Regions from separate parts of the Sus scrofa genome. Here regions 2 and 3 are each linked to region 1. Evidence: chromatin contacts called from public Hi-C and promoter capture Hi-C data. All regions are on one chromosome and are shown on one strand. The core of a region is the stretch at or near the end of the contact, and the rest is flanking DNA. Distances in the headings are between cores, read along the strand shown. Region 1 holds the start of A1BG (alpha-1B-glycoprotein). Region 2 holds the start of LOC110261337 (tigger transposable element-derived protein 1-like). Region 3 holds the start of SLC27A5 (bile acyl-CoA synthetase).

Region 1 (3,209 bases), core at 511-3,010:
CGCCACGCACGTGAAAGACACGCCCGAGCCAGGGCTCAGGACCGCTGCGGAGTCTGTCTTGATGGTCAGTGTGGGTGGCGGCGGCCTGGCTGCATGGCAGGGAGGGTCACTGGCCCGCCCAGAGCCCAGGACAACCCTGCTGGGCGGCTCTTCCTCGGAGCCCAGCCTCCAGACCTCTGCCCCAGGAACACCCTTCCTTGTGGCAAATCCCTACCCATCATCAAGGCCAGGCAGCCGTGGGGACACTGTTTCCCAGGCCCAGTCCTGGGCAGAGAATTCAGGGTTGGGAATCGAGGCAAAGGCAGTTCTGTCCTCCAGGTGCCTCCTCCTGCAGGAAGACCTCTGGGATGGTCCATGCACTCACCCAGCTCCTCTATGGTCACAGTGGCACTGGGCTCAGAGGGGGCGCCTGCCGCGTGCGTCCGGTACGTGCAGCTGTAGTTGCCAGGCCGTTTGACTGGAAAGATGGCCTTGGTGTCCTCCGGGGCCTCCACCACCTCCAGAAACTGGTCGTCGCCTTCCCGCCTCAGCAGGAAGGTCACACCGTGAAGTCCCCCATGGCATAGCAGCTCCGTGTTCAGGCCCGGTGTGATCCAGGGCACTGGCTTGGTTGAGAGCAAGGGTGGGGGCAGGGGCTCTGCGGATGAGGCAGGGGTCATGGGCTGGCTTGACTCGGGACACGTGGGGGCTCAGCTGGGTCTGGACCTCCACACTCATGAAAACCGAGGGTGCCAGCGGGTAGACAGCATTGTTTGGGGAGAGGGGGCAGAGACCAGCCGGGAATTCGCGAGAAAGACATGTTAGGGGCCCCCCATGTGCCAGGCCCCCCCAAGCACTTCCTGGAGATTCAGTCATTTATTCCTCATGGCCTCCCAGGGTCAGTCCAGACACCGTCTGCATTTTACAGACAGGGAAACTGAGGCTCAGAGCTGTCACCTGACTTGCCCAAGGCCACCAGCTTGGCGGTCGGGGGCCGCAGAAGATGAGGAGATGGCGGGGTGGCGGAAGGGAGGCCCCTCCAGCAGCCTCTCCCACTGCCTCCGGGCCCCACGAGCGCTCCACTCACCCGATCCAGTCACCTCCACGAGGTTGCTCAGGCCGGTCCACCTGCTGTTCAAGCCGGAGCGGCAGCGGTAAAGGCCTCGGGTGTCACTGGTCACTGCTCCCAGCGGGAACCGGTGCTCCAAGGCGGGCGAGGCCAGGCGCACCGGGTCCTGGGCCACCCCGTCTCTGAGCAGCTGGAAAGCCAGCGTTGGCAGGCGGCTCTGGCATGTCAGCGTCACATTGGCCCAGGGTTCCAGCAGCGACTGGGCCTCTGCCCACAGGTTCGGCCTCGGATCCAAGACTGTGTGGGGCACAGGAGTCAGAGCTGGGAGCCCAGACAGCGGCTCCCTGGGCAGGGCCCACCACGCCCAGACCCTACTACTCACATAAGGCCTCCTCGGTCACTCGGCTCAGGGCGAGACCTGCGGAGGCGCACGGGTAAGGCCCGCTGCCCTTCCTGCCGGCCCCCAGCCCTGCCCCGGGGACCCCAGGCCCGACGCCTCACCCCAGAGCAGCAGGAGGGCCACCCACGCAGACATGGTCAGCCTCGGCGGAGCCTGGCAGCAGCTGTCTGTCGGGTGATAGAGCCCAGGGGCAGGGGGGCGGTGCGGGGCGCTGACCTCTTGGCTTGTTTGTCCTTCCCAAGAAGCTGGGCTCCGGCGGGTCGGGACAAAGGGCAAAGTTCGGCCACAGGAGTCTCCACTACAACAGTGACCAATAACCTGGCCAAATGAATCAATTAAATTAATAATGAAGAAAAGGGCAGAATTAATGACAGACAAAATGACAAAACTAACAGACAAAAATGACAAAACTAGCAGACAAAAATGATCAAAACTAACAATAAATGTGGGAAAATAATAACCATTTTTAAGACAAAAATAAAATACATACTAAAACAAATAATGCAATAGGTACTAGCAAATATCTTTTTTTTTTCCTTTTGAGGGGCCACACCTGCGGCCTATGGAAGTTCCCTGGCTAGGGGTCAAATTGGCGCTGCAGCCAGCAACCTACCCCACAGCCACAGCCACAGCCATGTGGGATCCAAGCCACGTCTGCAACCTACACCAGAGCTTATGGCAACCTCGGATCCTTCACCCACTGAGCACGGCCAGGGATCAAACTCAAGTCCTCATGGATACCAGTCAAGGCCATTATTGCCTAGCCACAAGGGGCAATCCACGAAAACATTTAAATAATAGAATGGAATCACAGTTAACAGATAAAATTACCAATGATTAATAAAATCATTCGAGTGAAAAATAAATTAACTAGGGAGCTCTCTTGTGGCTCAGTGGGTTAAGTATCCAGTATTATCACTGCAGCGGTTCTGGTTGCTGCTGTGGCACACAATCAGTCCCTGGCCTGGGAACTTCCACATGCCGTGGCCTCGGCCAAAATAATGATAATATTAATTAATTAATTAAGAAAACACATGGAGTTCCCGTCGTGGTGCAGTGGTTGGCGAGTCCGACTGGGAACCATGAGGTTGTGGGTTCGGTCCCTGCCCTTGCTCAGTGGGTTGACGATCCGGCGTTGCCGTGAGCTGTGGTGTAGGTTGCAGACGCGGCTCGGATCCCGCGTTGCTGTGGCTCTGGCGTAGGCCGGTGGCTGCAGCTCCGATTCAACCCCTGGCCTGGGAACCTCCGTGTGCCGCGGGAGCAGCCCAAGAAATAGCAACAACAACAACAAAAGACAAAAAAAAAAAAAAAAAAAAAAAAAAAAAAAAAAAAAAAAAAAAAAAGAAAACACTGTTAAACATAGATGATGCAACAAATGACAAGAAATTAACGATAAAAGTAATAAAACAATAAATATTGTAAATATTTGGCGCATTGCTTGGGGAGAGGGGGCAGAGACCAGCCGGGAATATATGACAAATACATTAAAGTAATAAAAGAATATTCAAATTGATTGTGGATTTGGGGGGTTTTTTTTCTTCTTTTTAGGGCCTCATCCATGGCATTTGGAGGTTCCCAGGCTAGCGGTCCAATTTGAGCGGTGGGAGAGCCTACACCAGAGCCACAGCAACGCCTGATCCGAGCTGCATCTGCAACCTACACTACAGCTCACGGCAACGCCGGATCCTTAATCCACTGAGCAAGGCCAGGGATCGAACGCGCAACCTCATGGATACTAGTCAGATTTGTTTCTGCTGAGCC
Region 2 (3,209 bases), core at 324-2,823, 180 kb after region 1:
GCAAGATTTGTGAAGAAATCTGAGTTTATTGATGGTGTGAATTCGGGTTCGAAGGCCGTCTGATCCTGGGAGTCTATCCTTCACTCCTCAAGATTCCAAGTCAACCGAAACCTCAGGAGAAAGCTGGGCCTTAGCGATCGAGCCGGCCCTTCGGAGCTCGATAAACTACATTTACCAGAAGTCTTGGCTGGCCATGTCTGCTTTAGGAAGCCGGGGCAGGTCCGGGTGCCGCCATGGCAACTGGGGGCGGGGTTTCCAGATTCCGTCGCCGTGGCAACGGCCAGGGATTGGCGAGCTTCGCACAACAGCACTGAGCCGGTCCACAGGGAGCGCCCAGGCCCCTGCTCCGCGCTCCTGGTCCCGCTGGGCCGCCGCCCGGGTCCCTGCCCGCACCTTCCCGATCGAGGGGCGCCCGCCCTCACCTCCGCACTCAGCGGGCCGCTCCGTGCTCCTGAGCATGCGCGCTCCCGACTTCCCCCGCCCCGACGGACTTTGTCTCCCAGAATGCTCCACGCACCAGCCCGGGCGCCGCCTCGCCCTTCCCGCAAGCTCGTCTCAGTTTCCGCCCTCCTCCCGCTGTCCCCCGGGGCAGCGTCGTTCGCCACGATCGGATCACACTCCGGGCCGCGCCTTCCTGCGCTCCCAGCCTCACATCCAAGCGTCAGGGGCCCGTCGACGCGCGCAAGCTTCCCAGGGGGCAACAGGAGGCAGCACCGCCTGCCCAACAGCGCATGCCCTCCACAACGTCTTCCTCCATTCTCTACGCGGCTCCTAGGGATTAGCAGGACCCTGAACCAATCACGGCCCTCGCTTGGATTCCGTCAGCCCCTTTCTCCATGGCAACCCCCTGCAGAGACTGGGCCACCCGTGCCGTCGCCCACAGGACCGCAAGCGAGCCTCTCGCGCTTTCGCCCGGGAGAGGGGCTTAGCCCAGCCGTTTCTGGGAGGCGTGGCGGCCGGCCCTCTGCGCGCGTGCGCGCAACGCGAAGATGCTCTTTTGTGCCAGCGGACCGTAGGCGGCCCGGGCGTCTCCATGGTAACCGCGCGGGTGGTGCCGGCGCTTTCCAGTGCAACCATGGGTACCCGCAGGCGTCTGCAGGAGGATGGGAGAGATGGGAGGAGGTGATGCCGAGCGAGAGAGACTGCGAGGACTGACAGACAGACACTGAGGAGCGGGGGCGGGGCAGGCTGTGACTAGAGACAGTGAAAGTAAGTGAACAGCCCCCGGGACAGAGACACGGGCAGGACAGAAAGAACGAAGATTTCTGCTCTCAGAGTCCTAAACTGTGCGATAAGAAGACAGGGAGGCAGGGCTGGGTAGACTTGTGTCAGGACCGTTAACAAGAGGGAGAGAGATCGGGGCGGGATGGAGAGGAAAGGAGAGACAGGAGAGGGAGAATTCGTTTACGGCGACAAGACGTGCAGATCGAGTTTCAAGGGATAGAGATCAGGAGTACAGAAGCAAGAGGCGAGAAAGGGACAGAAATTAGAGGTACAGTAAAATAGATCGAGAGTTTCAAAGACTCGGGGAAAGGTGACAGCAAGAAGAGAGACGGAGCGGGAGGGACGCTTGTGAAGAAAACTTACACAAAACTTGACAATAAGACAAGAAAGATGTCTGGAAGCCTTCGCACCATCTCTGCCAAGTCTCCTTCAGGTCATCTGATTTCCTAACCAGAGCAACGACTTCTCACTTCACTGCTTTTGATCAGAGTCCAGATACTGTGAAGTTAGATGCTAACTTGTAGAAGGTTGATAGACTGTAGTGCTTTCTGTTCAGTAGAAAAGGGTACCCCAAGTTTTTTGTTTTTATCACACTGTAGGACACTAAGCAGGATACTAAGTGCTGGGCCTCTCCACTGCCTTGTGAAGCGCTACTAATCCCACTTTGCTATTTTCTTTCTTTGCTTTTTAGAGCCGCACCCGCGGCAACATGGAGGTTCCCAGGCTAGGGGTGGAATCAGAGCTTCAGCCGCTGGCCTACACCACAGCTCACGGCAACGCGGGATCTTTAACCCGCTGAGCAAGGCCAGGGATCGAACCCGCATCCTCATGGGTCCTAGTCGGGTTCGTTAACCGCTGAGCCACGAAGGGAGCTCCCACACTTTTATTTCATTATTCCTTCTTTCTTCTTTCACCCCCTCTGCTGTTCCTTCTCTCTCATATTCCCAGAACCACCTGTGTCACCTTGCTAGTTCCCACCGAGGTAGATAAGTCTTTGACGCGTATGTTTTTTGCTCTTTCGAAATTATGTTTTGACAGTCTGAAAGGGCACAGTTCCCCGGAATGAGGAAACAGTGAGACACCGCCGGGAAGGGAGGGAGATTAGGGAGGACGATGGAGAGAGAGAGAGACTGAAAGTAGAACTCGGGGAAAGACAGGAGAGGTCTTAATGGGCGAGAAAGCCAGCCTTGGGCAGAGGTGGCCTCTGGCGCCCCAGCCTGGACCCCGCGCTCGGCCACCTCGTCGCCGAACTACGTTCCCATATCCCGGCGGGCCCGGGGGACCGCGCAGCGCCGGAGCGCCGTCGGGCGGGCCCCAAGCGGCCCCCTCCAATCCCGGCCGTCGCCTGGCAACCTCCGCTTCCGCCGATAAGATGGAGGCTGGGATCGGCGGCCACCGGGAAGCGGTGCCTGGGGCAGGAGATGGGTTGGGGCCGCAGCCCCGCCGGCCTAGTTGAGGCAGCCGGCCCGCGTCGTGGTCCGGAGATGAGGGCGGTCGGCCGCGGGGGACCCGGGGGCTCCGGCCAAGGGGCTTAGGCGCAGGTACTCTCGGTTCCGGTGGGGGGAAGGGAACGGAGACCTCGGGCCGGCCAATCGGAGCCTTCGGCGGCCCCGCGGCCTTCTGGGAAATGTAGTCTCACGCCTCCCCTGGAGGCGGGCTTGGGGACTTTATATAGAGTAGGAGGGAGAGGATGAAGGATCGAGTGAATGTAACTGAAGTTTGTGGGGAGTTCCTGCTGTGGTGCAGCGGGTTGCCGCAGCCACGGCTTGGATTCGATTCCTGGCCCGGGAACTCCATATGCCACGGGTGCGTCCAAGAAAGAAAGAAAAGGAGTTCCCTTCGTGGCTCAGCGGTCAACCTACCCGACTACGATCCATGAGGCTGCGGGTTCGATCCCGGCCTCGCTCAGCGGCTTAAGGACCCGGCGTTGCCGTGACCTGTGGTGTGGGTCGCAGTCGCGGCTCAGATCTGGCGTGGCTGTGGCT
Region 3 (3,209 bases), core at 194-2,693, 140 kb after region 1:
TCGGCGCTCAGGCCAGTGTCACAATCAAAGGGCGAGGCGGGTCTCAGGGGTCAGGTGTGAGGCCCAGGTCAGGCTGGGGGTCGGGTCCGCAGCAGAGTTCAGAGGTTGGGGTTAGGACTGCTGGGCGCCCTCACCCGTGGTCCCTGAGGTGTAGATGAACAGGGCGGGGCTCCGCAGCTTGATCTCAGCACGCAGGTCAGCGGGCACGGGGTCTGAGGGCGCAGCATCCAGGGCGGCTCCCAGAGCCCCCACCCCCGGGGTGGGGGAGGAGTGGCCCAGGTAGAAGCAGCGGATGTTCTCTGCCTGCAGCTTGGGAAGGATCTCCTCCAGGTTCTCCCGGAGGCCTGCAGGGATGGGGCAGAGGCGGAGGTCACGGGAGGCCCACCTTGGAGGTGGGGGAGGGAGCCCCCCACCAGCCACAGAGGAAGCCTCGGCAGAGAAGGGTGTCTGCCTCATCCGTAGAGAACCCTGCCATTAGCATTTGGGGCGAAAGATTGAAATAGCCATGGTGAAGAAAAAACAACACGCACCCCTGGAGCCCTCAGAATTGCTTTCTGGCAACTGAGTTCTGGCTCTAATTGCCCACAAGGGTGAGTAGGGTGCATGAGGCTCTTGCCCAGCCCCTACCAGGACCCTGCCCCTGTCCCCACCCGCTCCAGCCTCACTGGACTCTGAGGTCCTCACCTGGGTCCACCACCAGCACCCGAGCCCCCGAGCTCAGCACCGCGTGCACCAGGGGTGCCCCCCGGCCGTGCGGATTGATCCAGGCAACCGGACAGCCCAGCTTGGCCAGCCCCAGCCACAGGCCCAGGGCAGGAACGGTCTGCGAGGGCAGCATCAGCAGGGCAGTGGGCTCCCTCTCGTGCGGGCCCAGGGCGTCTCCCAGCTCGGCCTTCATGACCCAAGCTGCCCGGCAGGCCCTGGCGTCCAGCTCCCCGAAGGTGACCGTCTGGCTCCCCGGCCCGGTCCACACCAAGATCTGGCGCCCCGGCTGCGCTCGTGCTCGCCGCTCAAAGGAATCGATGAAGGTGTCAGGCGGCCGGCGCCTCAAGCGTGCCTGGATGTTCAGGCCCAGGCGCAGGGTCCCGAAGAGGTAGCCCAGGTCAGCGGGCAGCCAGCGCAGCCCTGGGGGTGGCCGCGCAGGCAGCAGAGCCAGCGTGAGGGCCGCAGCTGCCAAACTCAGCCAGTGGGGCATCCAGGGGCCCAGCCAAGGCCACGCCAGCACAGCCAGGCCCAGCAGCACACAGCAGGCGGAGTCTCCCAGGAGCCAGCGCAGTGCCAGGGCCACTGCCGCAGGCCACGCGGGCCACCCCAGGCCTCGCAGCAGCAACAGCAGCAGCACCAAAAAGGCCAGTCGCCCCTGGATGCCCATGGCACCTGCTCCTGCCTCAGCGAAGTGTCCAGGAGCGCGCTCCTCTGCCCCGGCTGAGAGCCCGTCAGCCCCACCCCCTGGCGGCCACCCAGGCACTGTTGACCAGGGTGCTGGCTTCAGGACTCTGCCCCCAGGCCTTCTTAACCCCACCTGTTTGCTTCCTTCTGCCAGGTCTTCTGCTTGGCTCCAGACCCCCTGCCTGGGGTAAGAGGCAGGAAAATCCCTGCTCTCAGGGAACTAAACCTCCAGTCCGGCCAAATGCAGAATCGGCAGGACAGCAAGGCAACTCTGGCTGCACACACTGCCTATCCACCCGCAAACCTCACCGAGAGTGTCTCCTGTGGCACCAACTTAATCTGAATCCGTGGGGAGAAGGGACCGGGCCTGGATGAGCCCCCAGCCTCTTGCCAGGTACCCAGCAGGTGCTCAGTAAGCACTTGAACAAGCCCAGCTCTGATCTCCAAACCATGTGCTCCACTCTCTGCCACATCCTCGGCATCAGCGGGGACCATGCTCAGGGGTCAGGAGGCTGAACTCTGCCTGTAATGTGGGTCTGGTGGTCTGTGCACGGCTGGACCAGGAAAGCCGTAGCCCCTCAGCTCTGGGAGGAAGTCACTGGGGTAGCACAGAGAAATGTTACTGTTGGCCCCGGCACAGCAAGCTGGGCAAGGCGCTGCGGCAGCCGCCCCCTCACCGGCTCCAAATACCAGAGGGCCGGGGCCACAGGTGGACTCTGTGATGGAAGCAGGAAAGAGAGCCTGAAACTGACATCGCCTGGCCATCTTCAGCAGCCCAGTGGGCAACCCGAGGGCCCTGGCTGCCGCTTTCTGCCCAGCCTCCCAGCCCCAGCCATGCCTGCCATTCCAGAACTTTCCAGCTAGGGCAGGTATCCTGGAACTGAGATTCCCTAATGGCAACCTGACCGCAGAGACCCTCTGGACACCCCCCCCCGCCCTACTCCAAAGGGAGGCGCTCAACCCTCACGCCCGTCAGGATGGGGACAGAAAGTCCGAAGGCCAGAGGTCTGGTTGCCATATCTGGGGGACGGGGCCTCCCACCCCGCATCTTGGGCGGCAGCAGCTGGGACCGAGGGCAGGGACTTCCCACAGTGGCCTCCCTCTCGGAGACCCACCTCAGGCAGGTCGGCCTGTACCCCTCCCACAGGACCCAGGGCTCTGGGAGTCAAAGGCGAGTTATATGTGTGCCCCACTCCCGCTCAGAGAACAGCGGCCCGAGATGACACAGCCCACTGTCCTGGCCCAGCCCACAGGGGCGCAGGGAGTCGCAGGGGTGCTGTCCAGGGACAGGGAAATGCCCCGCAGCAACGCCACAGACAGCCTGTGAGGGCAAGGAACACGCGGGTCCGAGAGCTCACGCTTCCGGGTTTGGGCCCCACGGCCCCCCGTTCTTTATTACCAAGCAGGGCTCCCAAGACCAGGCCTCCCAAGACCAGGCCTCCGTCCATGATGCGCGTCTAGACGCCCTAGACGCCAGAGCAGGGAGGGGTAGCTCGGGTGGGGGCCGGGGCTCCTCGGGCAGCCTGACACGGGGGCAGAGGAGCGGCCCTAGACCCCACCCCACTCAAGGGGGGGCAGGGGCGTGAACGGGAGACGGAGCCGGGGGTCCTGGGCCCCACACCAAGGGTGAGCCCAGGTCAGGCTGGATGGAGATGATCCAGTTCTCAGAGGTGGTCGGGGCCACACTCATCCCCAGCCCGCCGCCACCTGGAGGGCCGGGTATGTGGGAGGAGGGGACGAAAGCGGCTGGAGAAAAGGGTGGAGACGGGAGGAGGGCCTTTGCTCCGGAAAGAGCGTCGTCTGGAGGCGGGAACTGGGCG

Evidence for each region. Promoter capture Hi-C pulls out the DNA fragments that hold promoters and counts their contacts. Hi-C and Micro-C count contacts between places; a contact is called where the count stands out from the background.
Region 2: a promoter capture Hi-C map of liver shows a contact between it and region 1, with 3 times the contacts expected there. The contact joins the promoter of LOC110261337 here to the promoter of A1BG in region 1. A contact is called at or near these places in 1 of 5 promoter capture datasets (liver) and 1 of 2 datasets of contacts at active chromatin or transcription factors (alveolar macrophages).
Region 3: a contact with region 1 is called in a Hi-C map of liver, with 4 times the contacts expected there. The contact joins the promoter of SLC27A5 here to the promoter of A1BG in region 1. A contact is called at or near these places in 2 of 47 Hi-C or Micro-C datasets (both in liver) and 1 of 2 datasets of contacts at active chromatin or transcription factors (alveolar macrophages).

What each region holds. Positions count from the first base shown.
Region 1 is chr6:62,937,862-62,941,070 of Sscrofa11.1, forward strand. It overlaps A1BG (alpha-1B-glycoprotein), which reads right to left and starts at 1,761. Exons shown (of 8, transcript XM_003128132.6): 1 at 1,550-1,761; 2 at 1,431-1,466; 3 at 1,067-1,345; 4 at 365-637; 5 at 1-89. The coding sequence starts at 1,583.
Region 2 is chr6:63,122,361-63,125,569 of Sscrofa11.1, forward strand. LOC110261337 (tigger transposable element-derived protein 1-like) reads left to right here and starts at 1,574. Exons shown (of 3, transcript XR_002345404.1): 1 at 1,574-1,657. MZF1 (myeloid zinc finger 1) reads right to left here and starts at 1,665. Exons shown (of 6, transcript XM_021097358.1): 1 at 1,588-1,665.
Region 3 is chr6:63,073,803-63,077,011 of Sscrofa11.1, forward strand. It overlaps SLC27A5 (bile acyl-CoA synthetase), which reads right to left and starts at 1,444. Exons shown (of 11, transcript XM_021097370.1): 1 at 685-1,444; 2 at 135-344. The coding sequence starts at 1,372. It overlaps ZBTB45 (zinc finger and BTB domain-containing protein 45), which reads right to left. Exons shown (of 3, transcript XM_021097384.1): 3 at 2,744-3,209.